Regions from separate parts of the Mus musculus genome. Here region 1 is linked to region 2. A link is a contact called in public HiChIP or PLAC-seq data. All regions are on one chromosome and are shown on one strand. Each heading gives the region's core, a stretch centred on a gene start, on an enhancer-like site or on the middle of the called end of the contact. The rest is flanking DNA. Distances are from core to core; before and after follow the strand shown. Region 1 overlaps Ino80dos (INO80 complex subunit D, opposite strand). Region 2 overlaps Nrp2 (neuropilin 2).

Region 1 (6,872 bases), core at 248-2,747, 390 kb before region 2:
GGCTCAGCTGGTGGGGTGCTTGTTAGCATGTAGGAAACCCTGGGTTCAAACACTAGCTACTGCTTAAAACTGGGCATGGTGGTATATATTCCCAACTTTCAGGAGGATCAAAGTTCATTTGTTCCTCAAGTACATAGCAAGCTTGACGCCTGCCTAGGACACTTGACACCCTGTCTCAAAAAACGCCTCTGCATATTAGCAGGATTTTGATGTAAATCTAAGTCTGTGTGGCACTTAGTCTATTTCTGAGATTTTCACCCTGTGTATTTTCTGTCTGTTGAAATTACAGTTTTTCAACTCTGCCAAAGCTGGGAGAAATCACTAAGCTGTGAACGAGTTTGAAGACATCGTGACATCTAGTACTGCTTACTGGGTGCCAACACGGTGATAGATCCATCATTCATGTGCTCAGAGAGAAAGCCGCAGGATCAGTTCTCTAAATGGAAACTCTAGTTCTATGGTTGATAAGCTACTATCATTTTGTTAGACGTTTTCATCATTGTGACAAAAATACCCGAGAAACAACTAAAGAGGAAAATTCAATTTTGATTTTGTTTCCAGTCCACTGTATCTGGGAAGGTGTGGTGGGACAGTGCTCTTCCTTCATGGCCTCCAGGAAGCCGAAGGAGAAATGGCTTCTTTCCTCTTCTCCTTTATTCCTCTGGCCCACAGACACTGGGTGGAGCCATCCACACACTGGGTGGAGCCATCCACGTTGAAGGCGGGTCCTCTTCCACACGTAGGAGCTGGTGCTCCTCTGGAAGTGTCCTCACAAAGGAGTGCCTTACTAATCCAAGTACGTCGAATGTCACCAAGTAGTGTCTAGAGAAGTAGTTCAGTCGGCCATGTGTTTTCAGAGCACGCGCAAGGCTCTGGAAGCCATCTTTAGTCGTAAGTAAGCATCAGCCAGGCTTGGTAATACAGCGCCTATAATTCCAGGTCCTCAGAGTTAGAGGGAGGAGAGATGGTCCAGTGGTTAAGAGCACTGGCTACTCTTCCAGAGGACCCAGGTTTGATTCCCAGCAAAGCGTGCCATGGTAGCTCACAACCATCTGTAACTTCAATCTTAGGGACCCAGTGTCCTTTTCTGACCTCCGTGGGCACTAGGCATGCACATGGCCTACAAATATACATGCAGGCAAAACATTCATAACAAAATAAATTAAAACGCTTTAAAAAATATTCAAGAGCCGGGTGTGGTGGCGCACGCCTTTGATCCCAGCACTCGGGAGGCAGAGGCAGGTGGATTTCTGAGTTCGAGGCCAGCCTGGTCTACAAAGTGAGCTCCAGGACAGCCAGGGCTATACAGAGAAACCCTATCTCAAAAAAACCAAAAAAAAAAAAAAAAAATTCAAGGTTATCCTTGGCTCCATAGCAAGTCCTCAGAACTTGTGACACTTCCTTCTGTCTCACGCCCCTGAGTGCAGGAGTGATAATGCATGTACCTGCACACCACCAGGGATGGCTGTAGGAACTCCACTTTGGTTTCCCTTCTCCTTTGGTCCTCTTGGGGTACTTCAGTGCCTCTCCCAAACTAGATGTGTTCTGCCTCTGAGCTGTATCTCTAGCCCTTCTAAAATGATTTTCTCTGACAGGATCTCACAAAGCCTGGCCTGACATTTAGAACCTCCTTGCCTCATTTCCTGAGGACCTTGGATTACAGAACTAAACCACAGATTCATCCACAAGAGTCTGATCTGTAAAAAAGAATGAGAGTGGGGGCTAGAGAGTTGCTCAGTGGAGCACTGGGTGATGTTGCAGAGGACTCGGGTTCAGTTCCCAGCCCCCACGTGACAGCCCCTCACAAATGTCTGTAACTCCAGTTCCAGCAGATCTGATACCTTCTTCTGAGCCTCCAAGGATATCAGATACTCATGTGGTACACATCCATACATGCAGGCAAAACACCTATGCACATAAAATTTAAAACAAGCTTCAGAGAATGAAAGTGGACACTGAGAAAATCCTGTGGCTATAGAAAAAAAAAGTTTAGTTTATTCTATGTGCTCTCTCTGCATGTATGTGTACATGCCTAATGCCCTCTGAGTTCAGAAGACCATACTGGTTCCTAGAACATACTGGAGTTGTGTGACAGTTGTAAGCTGTCATATGGGTAATGGGGATTGAACTGGGTCCTCTGCAACAACAGCAAGGGCCGAGCCATCTCTCTAGTCCCAGGGTGATTTCTAATACGACCACTGTAAAGGTCAGTACTAAAATAGAAAGCCTTAAACGACTTCCTTGTGTGTGTGCAGAGGCACACTACATAGTCCAGGCTGTCTTTGAACTCTTTTGAAAAAGACTGATTTCTTATATTTTTCTCTCCTATATTTGTGAACTTCTATCTATTGGCTTCAGGTATCCAGGCCTGCACAGCCAGACCCGTTACCTGCTGCTAGCCTCTACTGTTTGTGAGAGCGGATCTCCCGTGCTCTAGGCTGGCATTGGGTCCTCCTGGTCCTTGTCTCCCACTGCCCACCCCCACCCCTGTCTGCACACAGTGCTTTACACCAGGTACCCTGTTTCTAGTCAGTTGAAACGAGGGGGGAACTTGACTTTTAAAACTGCTCATATGTAGTCTCCCCTCCCCCAGCCTGAAACCTGCTTGCTCAGGGGTGGAGCTTCCTGCTCATTCGTTCTGCCACGCCCACTGCTGGAACCTGCGGAGCCACACACGTGCTCAACTTTCTACTGGACCAGAGATTATTCGGCGGGAATCGGGTCCCCTCCCCCTTCCTTCATAACTAGTGTCGCAACAATAAAATTTGAACTTTGATCAGAATGAATTTGTCTTAGCTCCATTTCTTCTTTCGCCCCGTCTAGATTCCTCTCTTACAGCTCGAGTAGCCATATCAGTCGAACCGTTCACGTTGCGAGCTGCTGGCGGCCGCAACACTCATAGGAAGGTTACTTTATCTACTCCAATGATCCTGAGATTAAGCTACTGAAAGCGGCTTTTCTATATTTTAAGTTATGATTTATTACATCTTACTGTTTGCCACCAATATTTACCACAGTGCTTTTTCAGAGTCAGATCTTCAATAAACATTTACTTAATGAATAAGTGAATAAAAAATAAAAATGCATTATAGCCAAGAGTATGCTGAGAACATTTATTTGTTTTTAAGTGATTTTCTTTTGAGATAGGATCTTACTATGCTGCCTAGTGTGACTTGGAGATCTTCAGCTTACGTGAACCTTTTGTGCTGGCTTCCCGGGTCAATGCAGCCACCTGCACACATGACTGCACCTGGCTTAGATTGTTAACTTTCTGTATGTGGCTTTAAAGATGTAATTCCCAGGCAGAGATGCGTGTAGGGGTTTATAAACCACTCTTTATACAGCAGAGCAGCACAGTGGGGTGGATGAGAATCATTGCTTTTACAGCTGGGTAAAAATCTGTGCCACTGACAAACATGAAAGAGGGGGACAGACAGATGGGTCGACAGTTTTCACTGTTGCTGGAGGACAGAATTGAAACCAGTGTCCTGCCAGGGGGGAATGAGTGACATTTGCTTTTATTAAGGATTTAGACAAGTGTACACATACAGTTTTTTTAAAAGCACCAGGCATGGTCATGATTAATATACAGGATCGTAGTACTTGGCTGGCTGAGTCAAGAGGATTACTGTGAATTTGAGGCCATCGGGAGTTCTAGTGTAATCTGGACTAGAGTGAAAACCTGTCTTCAAACAAAACACAATCAACAAGGTAGAGGTGCCCAGCAGAGCGTTTGCCTTGTATGTATGAAGCCCAGAGTCCGGTTCCCAGCACCACATGCATGGGGTATAACAGCACATGCCTGGGATCCCAGCACTTGGGAGGTGGAAACAGATGGCAGAAGGTCATCCCTACAGAGACCCTATTTAAAGAAAAACAAGCAAAAGAGCGTGGAGCTTATTCTCAGTGTAGAGTACTTACTACCATGTAGGAATGAATCCCTAGTTTAATCTACAGAACCAAAAGAATCACTTTCTAAGCAGGGCATGATGACACAGTGCAAGCCTGAGCTTAAGCAGAACAAAACAGCTTTATGCCAGAGTGGTCAGTTGTCTCATTAGTCCAAATATGTTCATGTGGGAAGCAGAGTAGTGCCTCTCAAGGGTGTCATGTTTGGCTGGACCTGTGAACAGGCTTGCAGAGCAAAAGACATTTTGTACATGTTAATACATTAAGTTTCTTAAAATGGGGACGATGACCCTGCATTATCCAAGTGGGCCTAACAGAACCAGAGACCTTAGAGCAAGCCATCTAGATCAGAGTCAGAAAGAGACCAGAGAATCTAGTCAAGCCGGGCGTGGTGGCGCGCATGCCTTTAATCCCAGCACTTGGGAGGCAGAGGCAGGTGGATTTCTGAGTTTGAGGCCAGCCTGGTCTACAAAGTGAGTTCCAGGACAGCCAGGGCTATAGAGAGAAACCCTGTCTCCAAAAAAAAAAAAAAAAAAAAAAAAAAAAAAAAAAAAAAAAGAGAGAGAGAGAGAGAGAATCTAGTCACGATGAAGACAGGAGAAAGGCTGGGGTTATCCCGGCTGTCTCCGGGTACAGTGGGGCCTTCCTAAGATTCTCTGTTATTGTTTGCGTGTTTTGAGATGGAGGCTAACTATGTGGTCTGTCTGGCTAGGACTAGCTGTTGTGTTGACTAGAATAGCCTCCCACCAAATGCCAGCATAAACCGTGTGTGCTGTAGTAGAGTATGCACGGTGGCTGGTGGTCACCACACCTCTTACTGATGGCGTCATTTTAGCCAAGTAAATACTATTTTGGAGCTTTGTTTCCAGAATGACAAGACAATACACTTTGTGTTGGCTTAGGCCATTAATTAAACTTGTGATAATTTAAGGTAGGTGTAGAGACATGTACTTGTAACCTCAGCATTTGGGAGGCTGACAACAGACTGAGCATCAGAGGCAAGTCTCCACGACAAAGCAGAACGCACATAATTAGCACATAGAAGAAAGGACCATATAGTGATGTCATATAAGAAAAGAGACATATTGTAGAGAAACAGAACCTTTGCATAGACACAAATATCTCCCTCAAAAAACTTAATTATGCAAGAACCCCAAGATTAAATACAAAATGTAGTTAGTAGTAAAGTATAAAGCCCTGAGCAGGAGAGATGGCTTAGCAATTAAGAGCACTGACTGCTCTTCCAGAGGTCCTGAGTTCAATTCCCAGCACCCACATGGTAGCTCATGACCATCTGTAATGGGATCCGATGCCCACTTCTGGTGTGTCTGAAGACAGCTATAGTGTACTCATATACATAAAATAAATATTGTTGGGTAGTGGTGGTGCATGCCTTTAATCCCAGCACTTGGGAGGCAGAGGCAGGCAGATTTCTGAGTTTGTGGCCAGCCTGGTCAGAGTGAGTTCCAGGACAGCCAGGGCTATACAGAGAAACCTTGTCTTGAAATAAATAAATAAATAAATAAAATGTGTAAAGTCCTAAGCAAAGCCCCTTTTCTTCAGAATGACCACTGTAACTATACAGAAGTTCACCAAGATGTGTAGTTTGGAACTGGGCTTAAGTGGCTTCTTCTTACCAGCTCAGTGATGTTTTTGTGACTTACTCAGAATAAAGTGATTTTGCTTAATGTGCGTGTTTGCCTGAATGGATATTATATGTGTGCCCAAGGATGTCAGAAGAGGGTGTCAGATCCAATGGACTTGGGATTACAGATGGTTGTGAGCCACCCATCATCCTTATACAGGGCAACCAGAATTTTACCAACCTTGCTAGTGATGATAACACTGACCACTAGTTAAAATGCTGCTTTCTCCACTACAAACTTGTTTTTTTCCATTTATGATTAATAGGGTTATTTTTGTTGTTGTTTTTCTATTTTTTTCTTTCTTCTTTTCTTTTTTTTTGTTTTCTTAGGTCTTTTTTGTTTGTTTGTTTGTTTTTTTAAATAAAAAAATAAAGCCATGTGGCAGAGACGGCTCAGTGGTTGAGAGCTTGTACTGCTTTTGCGGGGACTCAAGTTCAGTTCCAGCACCAACACTGGGTGGCTCACCACCACCAGTGAAAACAACCATTTTCCCTCCCTCCCTTCCTCTTTCCCCATCTTCTTCCTTTCTTTGAAATAGGGTCTCGCATTGTGGTCTCAGTTTGTACTCTAGGCTGGACTCAGATTTGCAGCAGTCCTTAACTTCAGGCTGCCTTCCAGGCGGTGGGATTACAGGGATGTGCCATATGCCCAACTTTATGCAACATTTCAGACTTGAGTCTAGAAGTAGGGAAAGTGTGAGGTCTGCTTGCAGGAACAGCTGCTGCCTTTGTAGATGGCGGTCATGTGGCAATCCTATGGAAATATCTCCTAGTAGCTTAGAGAAAGGAACGGGCAAGTACCTAACCTGGATGAGAAGGCTGTCCAACCCACAGAGGAACTTTTAGCATTGCACAAGTTACTCATAGTTCTGACCACCAGAAGCTGAGATAAGAAATGGGTGTTGCTTTCAGACAGCAAATCTGTGGTAACTTGTTATGGAGGTGACAGAAAATGATATACTTATTAATAATACATTGACATCACCTACAGGTCATTACATCTGAGATTCTTGCAAAAAATATACCAACCTTCATCTAATCATGAAAACAAACAAACAAAAAACACTGGAAAAACACCAAAGTACCAATTCTATCAAATTAAGAGCAGTATTCTTCCGGAGTGCTGAGGTCAGGAAAGACAGGAAGGACTGAGTCGCTGGGAAGGAAAGAGTGTGAAACTGAGGAGCTCTGAGGATAGACAGCTAACAAAACACAGGAACACACCAGTTATATCTTGTGTGTGTGTTTGTGTGTGTACACCGTGGCACACAAGTGGAGGTCAGATGACAATTTTCAGGAGGAGTTGGTTTTCTTTTTG
Region 2 (6,282 bases), core at 3,293-5,792:
ATGTCTACAAAGCAGTATCCATCTTAGAGCAGAGGTCACCATGTCACATCAGAGCTGGGACAGGCTTGCCAATGGGTCACAAGGCTGTCTGTGTGTGTCATAAAAGCAGACGTTGCCCTAGTATAGAACTGGCAGTTTGTTCTTCCCGTTTACTTATTCCCAGGGGATCAGAGCTGGACCCGTGTGCAGTGCAGGAAGATTACTCAACATGAGCTGCAAGACTTGCTCAGGAAGACTGCAAACAATAGTCTGAAGAGACGCTGCCGAGCATCTGGGTAACTCTAGTCGCGTTCCCCGTAGTGACATTTTCCCATGTGTTCTCTGATAGCTATGTGTAAAACCTTCCTGGCAGGCTCCTTCCAGATAGCAAAGATCAGAAGAAATTGCCATATTCAGCTAGCACCCAACAAACCTGCCTTCAGGAAAACGCTCTCCCCACATCTCAGATGCCTTCCTGTGCCAAGAATGAGGACGATCTGGAACTATTTATAGAACATTCCTTTGATACTGATAGGGCAAACAGTATCCTGGCCAATCAACTCTCCATGGGCCCACTAATCTGCCTAGGGGCAAGAGCAAGTGGTCCTCTTACTCATCACTTTATACCAGCACACAGCATAGAACCTTTTTGGATGGGTGATGGGTGGATGGATACAATTCTCATGCATTTGATTTTTCAGCATCCTCTTTTGACTCTAGCCGAGGGAACACATCACTATCCCATCAGCAGATCCATTCTCATCCCACCCCTCGAGTATCCGAGTAAGCACCTGGAGATACTCCTTGTTGGAATCCAAATTGGGTGTCCAGCCATTGTCATCACCATGGAGCCGGCTCTGTTGAGGAGTCCACCTCCCATCAGAGAAGGTGGAGGAGGCACTGATCTGTTCATTAGCAATCCGGCCAGACTCCATTCCCAAAGGGACATTGCACTGAAAATCTGGGGAGTGAAGATCGGTCAAGGACAGAGTTAGACATCTTAATATCAAACTTCTGGGGCCCCCCAGACACTGTTTCCTTCTAGGGACAAGTCCTTACAGGCACTCCCTCATCTTGAATCTAATTATACGCTCACATTTTAAAAACAACTACACTAAGTCACATAGTTAACAACCCCTCTGGGTCTTCAAGGAACTAAATTGGACCTAGAAGAAATTAGATGATAGATAAATAAGAATCATCATATAAATTAAAAATACCACCTAAAACACGAGTGCTGCAGGCTGTGGATGCTTTGAGGTGCCAGATGCACCAGCCATGTGGTACAGGTGAACATGACAATTTGGGTGGGCTGAGCCATTGTGGGAAGCCTGGCTTATTAACCCACACCCAGGAGGCACTTTTGCATGTCTCTCTTTCAGCCAAGTGTTTCCTGATTTCTGGCATAGAAGACAGACACTACAAAGTATAAATACCCATCTGTGGGAAACTTCTCCGTGAGGACGTGCACGCCCCATTGAGTTCCCCTACACCAACGGCTGGGCTAACAGATCCAGGAGTCTGACCCTGGTCTTATGCCATCAGAGAAAGTGCCATCCTTCTCCTGGATGCTGTGGACAATGATCAGTGTTTGCAGAAGTCATGCGTTTGATAAAAACCGGCCACCCTTCTGAGGTATCAAACCTATTCTTCAGCTCTGGGGATGCACCGGCCATTTACTGAGCCAGCTATAGCTTGCTATGTGGTTTCTCATGCACTCTTCAGGGACTCTGATGGAAAACACAGAAGCAAACACCCAGAGCGGAGCCTGCTCATTTTCCTGGCAGGTCAGGCTGCTCTGTCTGTAGTTACATGGATGGTGAGCTGTCCACAACAGTAGCGGGAGCTCCTCAGTTCTCATCATCTGAAAGTGCTTGGGTGTTTTTGTTTTCTTTTATTTTTTTCCTTTCAGGAAATCATTTGTGTCTCTAAGCAGCCATGGCAGTGAGTCTGAAACACAGGGCTGGGAGCAGATGGCTTGAAAATGGGACTCAGGATGGGAGACCAGTGGCTCGGGTGGTAGGTTCCACAACAGCTGGGCTCACCGCAGCACTTTGCAATTGCTGTGCACAGGGTCTGGCACTCAGTAGAAGCTCCCAAAATGGTCTATCTTGCAAGTGTGAAGTGGAAGTTACGGGATCGTATAGTCGAGCCAGAGAAACTCTCCGTGGAGCTACAGACCTTTATGTAACAGTGAGTTACACGTGGCTGTTTTTTGACAATGGCTTTTGAGGTCTGGAGATGGAGGAACTGATCTACACCTGAAAAGGTTAGACAGCATGTGCACCATCCTCAGGACACTTTTCAATCCATGGACGAGGGAACGGAGGACGGCTCCAGATAGTCCTATGTCTTTTTCTGGGAATAACTCGTACTTGTGTGTTTGTTTGGTTTTATAAGGAACTAAGAACCCAGATAGACATTGTCCCTTTCCCATTCATCTTTGCTGGGAAGGAAAACATGACTTTCCTTGAACTCAGATAGCACCACAAAATCTTCAGCATTTCTGTCAACTGTTTTCAAAGAGGTCAGCCCTTTACCTGTACGTACACCTGTCCCTAATGAGAAAGAAGCCAAGACAAAGATTCCCCAATGGTCAACTCACTCTCAGGTGGCTCCTGGTGGATCAAATAGTAACGTGCGGAGAAGCCATCCTTGGCCACTGCCATGTCCGTGTGAAAGGTCAAGGAGAGGATCCCCGTGGACGAGCGGAGTTTGGAGGGTGTTTTCGTCCCACAGTACTTGCCAATCAGAGGTCCAACTGGATATAGGAGATAGAGAGTAGTCAGAGAAATCTCAAACTGGCTTTCAATGTTTTCTCACTCCACAACACCGTGGACCTCACTGCCAATGCCTTGATGTAAAAACTGAAGGTGTGCTTGAAGAATGATGTCTGATATTCCCCCTGAACATTAAAAGTGCTTTCCCTGAGCTGGCTTTGTTCTGTTCTTCCATCCCAGAAAGATGGGCCAGAAGGTATCATTACAGTACCTGCTCTACAGATGAAGAAATAGAATTTCAGAAGGTCGGGTGACATTTTCCTGTTCACATTACTAGGAAACAGCAGAGCTGGGACCCAATCCCTGCTTGCCTACCTACATCTTATGCTTTTCTCAAGATGAAATTGCTCCTCTGTACCAGGTATCCTTTACATTAGAAAATACTTAGAACAAGCACAAAGATGAACAATTTCCAATACCGACTACACAATCTGTGTTAGTCCTTCACCTGATTTATATAGGCCCCTCTTGGCTATAAATGCTTGCTTTTCAATATCCATGACTATATTAAATAGTAATAAAATAATAGTACTCGTGATAATAGTGATGATAGGTATTTCCCAGACAACATACTGAGAGGTTCAATACCTTGGCTGGGTTGTACGTCAGAGAGATTCAAGTCCAGTCACTTTGGCTTTAAATCCTTCTATACGGCCACATCATATGATAATTGATTCACTTCTATTTTAATAACTTATGTAGAAAGGAACAACACTTATAGTTTTGCAATCTCTAATGGTTAATCTCAGTTTTCACTTGATGAAATTTAGAATCATCTTAGAGACAGTCCTCTGGGTATATCTCTGGGGGATTACCTTGACTGGGTTAATCGAAGTGGGAAGATGTGCCCACTTTGGGTGCTACTATTCCCTAGGTTAGAGTCCTGACCTTCATAAGAAGGAGAAAGGGAGCTGAGCATAAGCGTTCACTCACCATGTGGAATGCCATCCCAGATGTCCAGCCAGTCATATTTACAGTCTCCTTCCCCCACTTGTAGAGGGTCATGCTCCAGGTCAAAGGTCAGGAACTGTAGGATGATCTCCATCCTGGGTTTGGCCAGGATGGTGAAGGTACAGTCCAGATTGTGTGGATACTTCTCTGGAAACCCTGGAGATTCAATGGTCCCATTGGGGCTTGTAAAGTTCTTGGAACAATCTTCAGAGCCTGAGAGAGAGAGAGAGACAGAGACAGAGACAGAGAGAGAGAGAGAGAGGGAGAGAAGGAGAGAGAGAAGTTATTAGAGAGTAGCCTTTCTCTGCTCTCTCCTCTGCCTTTGGGTTATTTAAATGTTTGTGTCTATGTCCCCTTGTCTAAACAAGGTTTTTATTTCTGTTCAAGTAGCACTTGGAACAACACATCCTTGCCCTCTGTGTTTCAAGTCCTCAAGCCAGCCTCCCTTTTGGACAGAAATTAGGACAGTGCAGCCGATTGCTTTGAATATTAGAATAAGAGCAACAGTCGAGGGATTGGAGGGTAAGAGGTAAAGAGGGGTGTGTGTGTGTGTGTGTGTGTGTGTGAGAGAGAGAGAGAGAGAGAGAGAGAGACAGAGAGAGAGAGAGACAGAGAGAGAGAGAGAGATCTTGAAAGAGGGACAGAGTCTTCTTTCTCAATTACTCAGCTGCTCACTCCAGAATGTAAGTTATTTCAATCCTTAAGGAAGGCTTGCTGGTTGCCAGCAGAGAAAACAATGTTATCCCTTATTTATTGCTGACCTCAACACTAGCCTCTATTGTACCCTAGCCAGCTAAGTGCCCCTTCTCCCTCCAAGTTCCAAGGTGCCTCAGGGGAGGGGCAAAGGGGAGCTGGAGCCTCCCTCATGTCCTGACTGGATTAAACGGGCTGCTCTGTAGTGGTGGGACAATTAACAATCGAGGTTTTCAGCCGGTAGATCACAGCAGGGCGTTGGGGATGTTAAAGGCCGCTCTGGTGGCGAGTCTGGAAAAATGCAGCAGTGTATTGACATTTGGAAGGCTTCTGGTGCCTTTGTGGTGGGGATGGCCTTGTTTCCCTCCTAAGCTCTTGGGTTAGCTTTCTTGGGATGCATCCTGATGAAACATGCCACACACTCACACAATCGCAGCCTGCTACAGGCTTGGGCAGCAGCAGCAGGAACAGAGAGGATTACAGCCACCACAACCCCAGAGGTGGAGTCATAGTAGAGGAGCCCTTGTGCTTTAAACCCAGCAACTGTTGGCTCTGGGCAGAGCCAGGAACAGAGACCCAGCATATACAAAGAGCAAGAGTGAGTACGAGTTAATGATGTGGGTGCAAATGCTGGCAATTACAGTAGTTTTTATTCACTACGTTTGGATTTTAAAATAAGTAAAGGAAGCAGAATTTAGGAAAGGGATAATAGACACTCTAAGCATGACGAAAACAACAACAACAACTAAAAACAACAAACAACACAGAAATACTCAATAAACCAGGTGTTTACCGGCAGGAAGTACCCTCTGGAGATCACACTGAAATATAACTGTGGGTTGTCAATATGCCGATCTTAGCCGGCAGCGACCACATCTTTATCTAAGGCTCCTGTAGCAGGCAGGGCCCTCTGCAAGTCTCTATGCATGATGACTTTCTGGAAAGTGCAAATATCTGACTTGGAGAAGGTCCCGTGCAAACAGGTATATGTGTATTTGGGGTAGGCTCGTAACTTTCTGTAGTTCAGGCGGCATAGGGAATTCCCAGCATCTACAGCTATATCCATGGATTACCTCCTTCCGTTGTCATTGCTGCACCTTGGGCTGTGTAGGGGATGCGGACCAGGAGCAAGAAAGAACCTTCCTGGGTTATTTGGAGCTCTAGGGGCCACATCTCAGAGGCTTTGCCTTTCGCTCAGTGGCACAACAGCAGCAGGGAAGTCCCAACCTTGCCAGTGGGCAGCTAGCTTGGGTGGGATGAGCAGGGGTGCCCCTCCCTGCTTCCTCAGCTTTGTTTACCAGCAGGCAGCAAACTCCTGAGGGCTTCCTCAGTGGCCTGGGATGATGTGATTTGGGAAAGCCAGGCCAGCTGGCTGGTCTTCAGGGGGCCAAGAAGAATTTTGAAAAGGTTAGAGTTTAAGGCTGCTATGCAGATTTCTTCACAGCACACACAGGGAGCCTCACACAGTGCTGGATGGGAATCAAGTCTCTGTTCACAACTGACTTGAGAGTTAGCCTCTGGAGAGTTCCCTCCTAGAGCTGGCTCCATTGTCAACCCTTCAGAAGGCACGGGGACTCGGCGCCTCCTTGGGAGCTGGGAATTTATGATAGAATCTTTGATCCTTGTCATCCTTGGGGGAACAAAGTGTTTGAACAATGGGCGTGTAGAGCCTAATACGGGCCCTGGAGAACGTGAGACTCTAAAACATTCTGTTTCAGGATCATCGGGTCTAGCATGTAACTGGAAGGGATTTTTCAACATCAAGTACTCAAGGCCAAACAAATAACAAACAAACAAACAAACAAAACCAGTGCATGTCTGATACATGGTTAGAAATAGATACATTCCTTTCTTGTTTTGAGGGTGGTGAGAAGACATT

What was found. HiChIP or PLAC-seq counts read pairs in DNA pulled down with a chosen protein or histone mark.
Region 1: a contact with region 2 is called in an H3K27ac HiChIP or PLAC-seq map of embryonic stem cells, with 6 read pairs. The contact joins two enhancer-like sites.

Annotation. Positions count from the first base shown.
Region 1 is chr1:63,125,841-63,132,712 of GRCm38.p6, reverse strand. The region is part of intron 1 of Ino80dos (INO80 complex subunit D, opposite strand); the gene reads right to left. Among named protein-coding and RNA genes, the nearest start is that of Ino80dos, 15 kb to the right of the region's middle. Within about 2 kb of position 1,497, at least 103 of the 459 cell types and tissues checked have an H3K27ac peak or open chromatin away from gene starts, as enhancers often do. A contact at or near this core is called in embryonic stem cells, where this site is marked.
Region 2 is chr1:62,741,816-62,748,097 of GRCm38.p6, reverse strand. Nrp2 (neuropilin 2) reads right to left here. Exons shown (of 17, transcript NM_001077404.1): 4 at 3,693-3,923; 5 at 2,585-2,740; 6 at 771-940. Among named protein-coding and RNA genes, the nearest start is that of Gm29083, 27 kb to the right of the region's middle. Within about 2 kb of position 4,542, at least 71 of the 459 cell types and tissues checked have an H3K27ac peak or open chromatin away from gene starts, as enhancers often do. A contact at or near this core is called in embryonic stem cells, where this site is marked.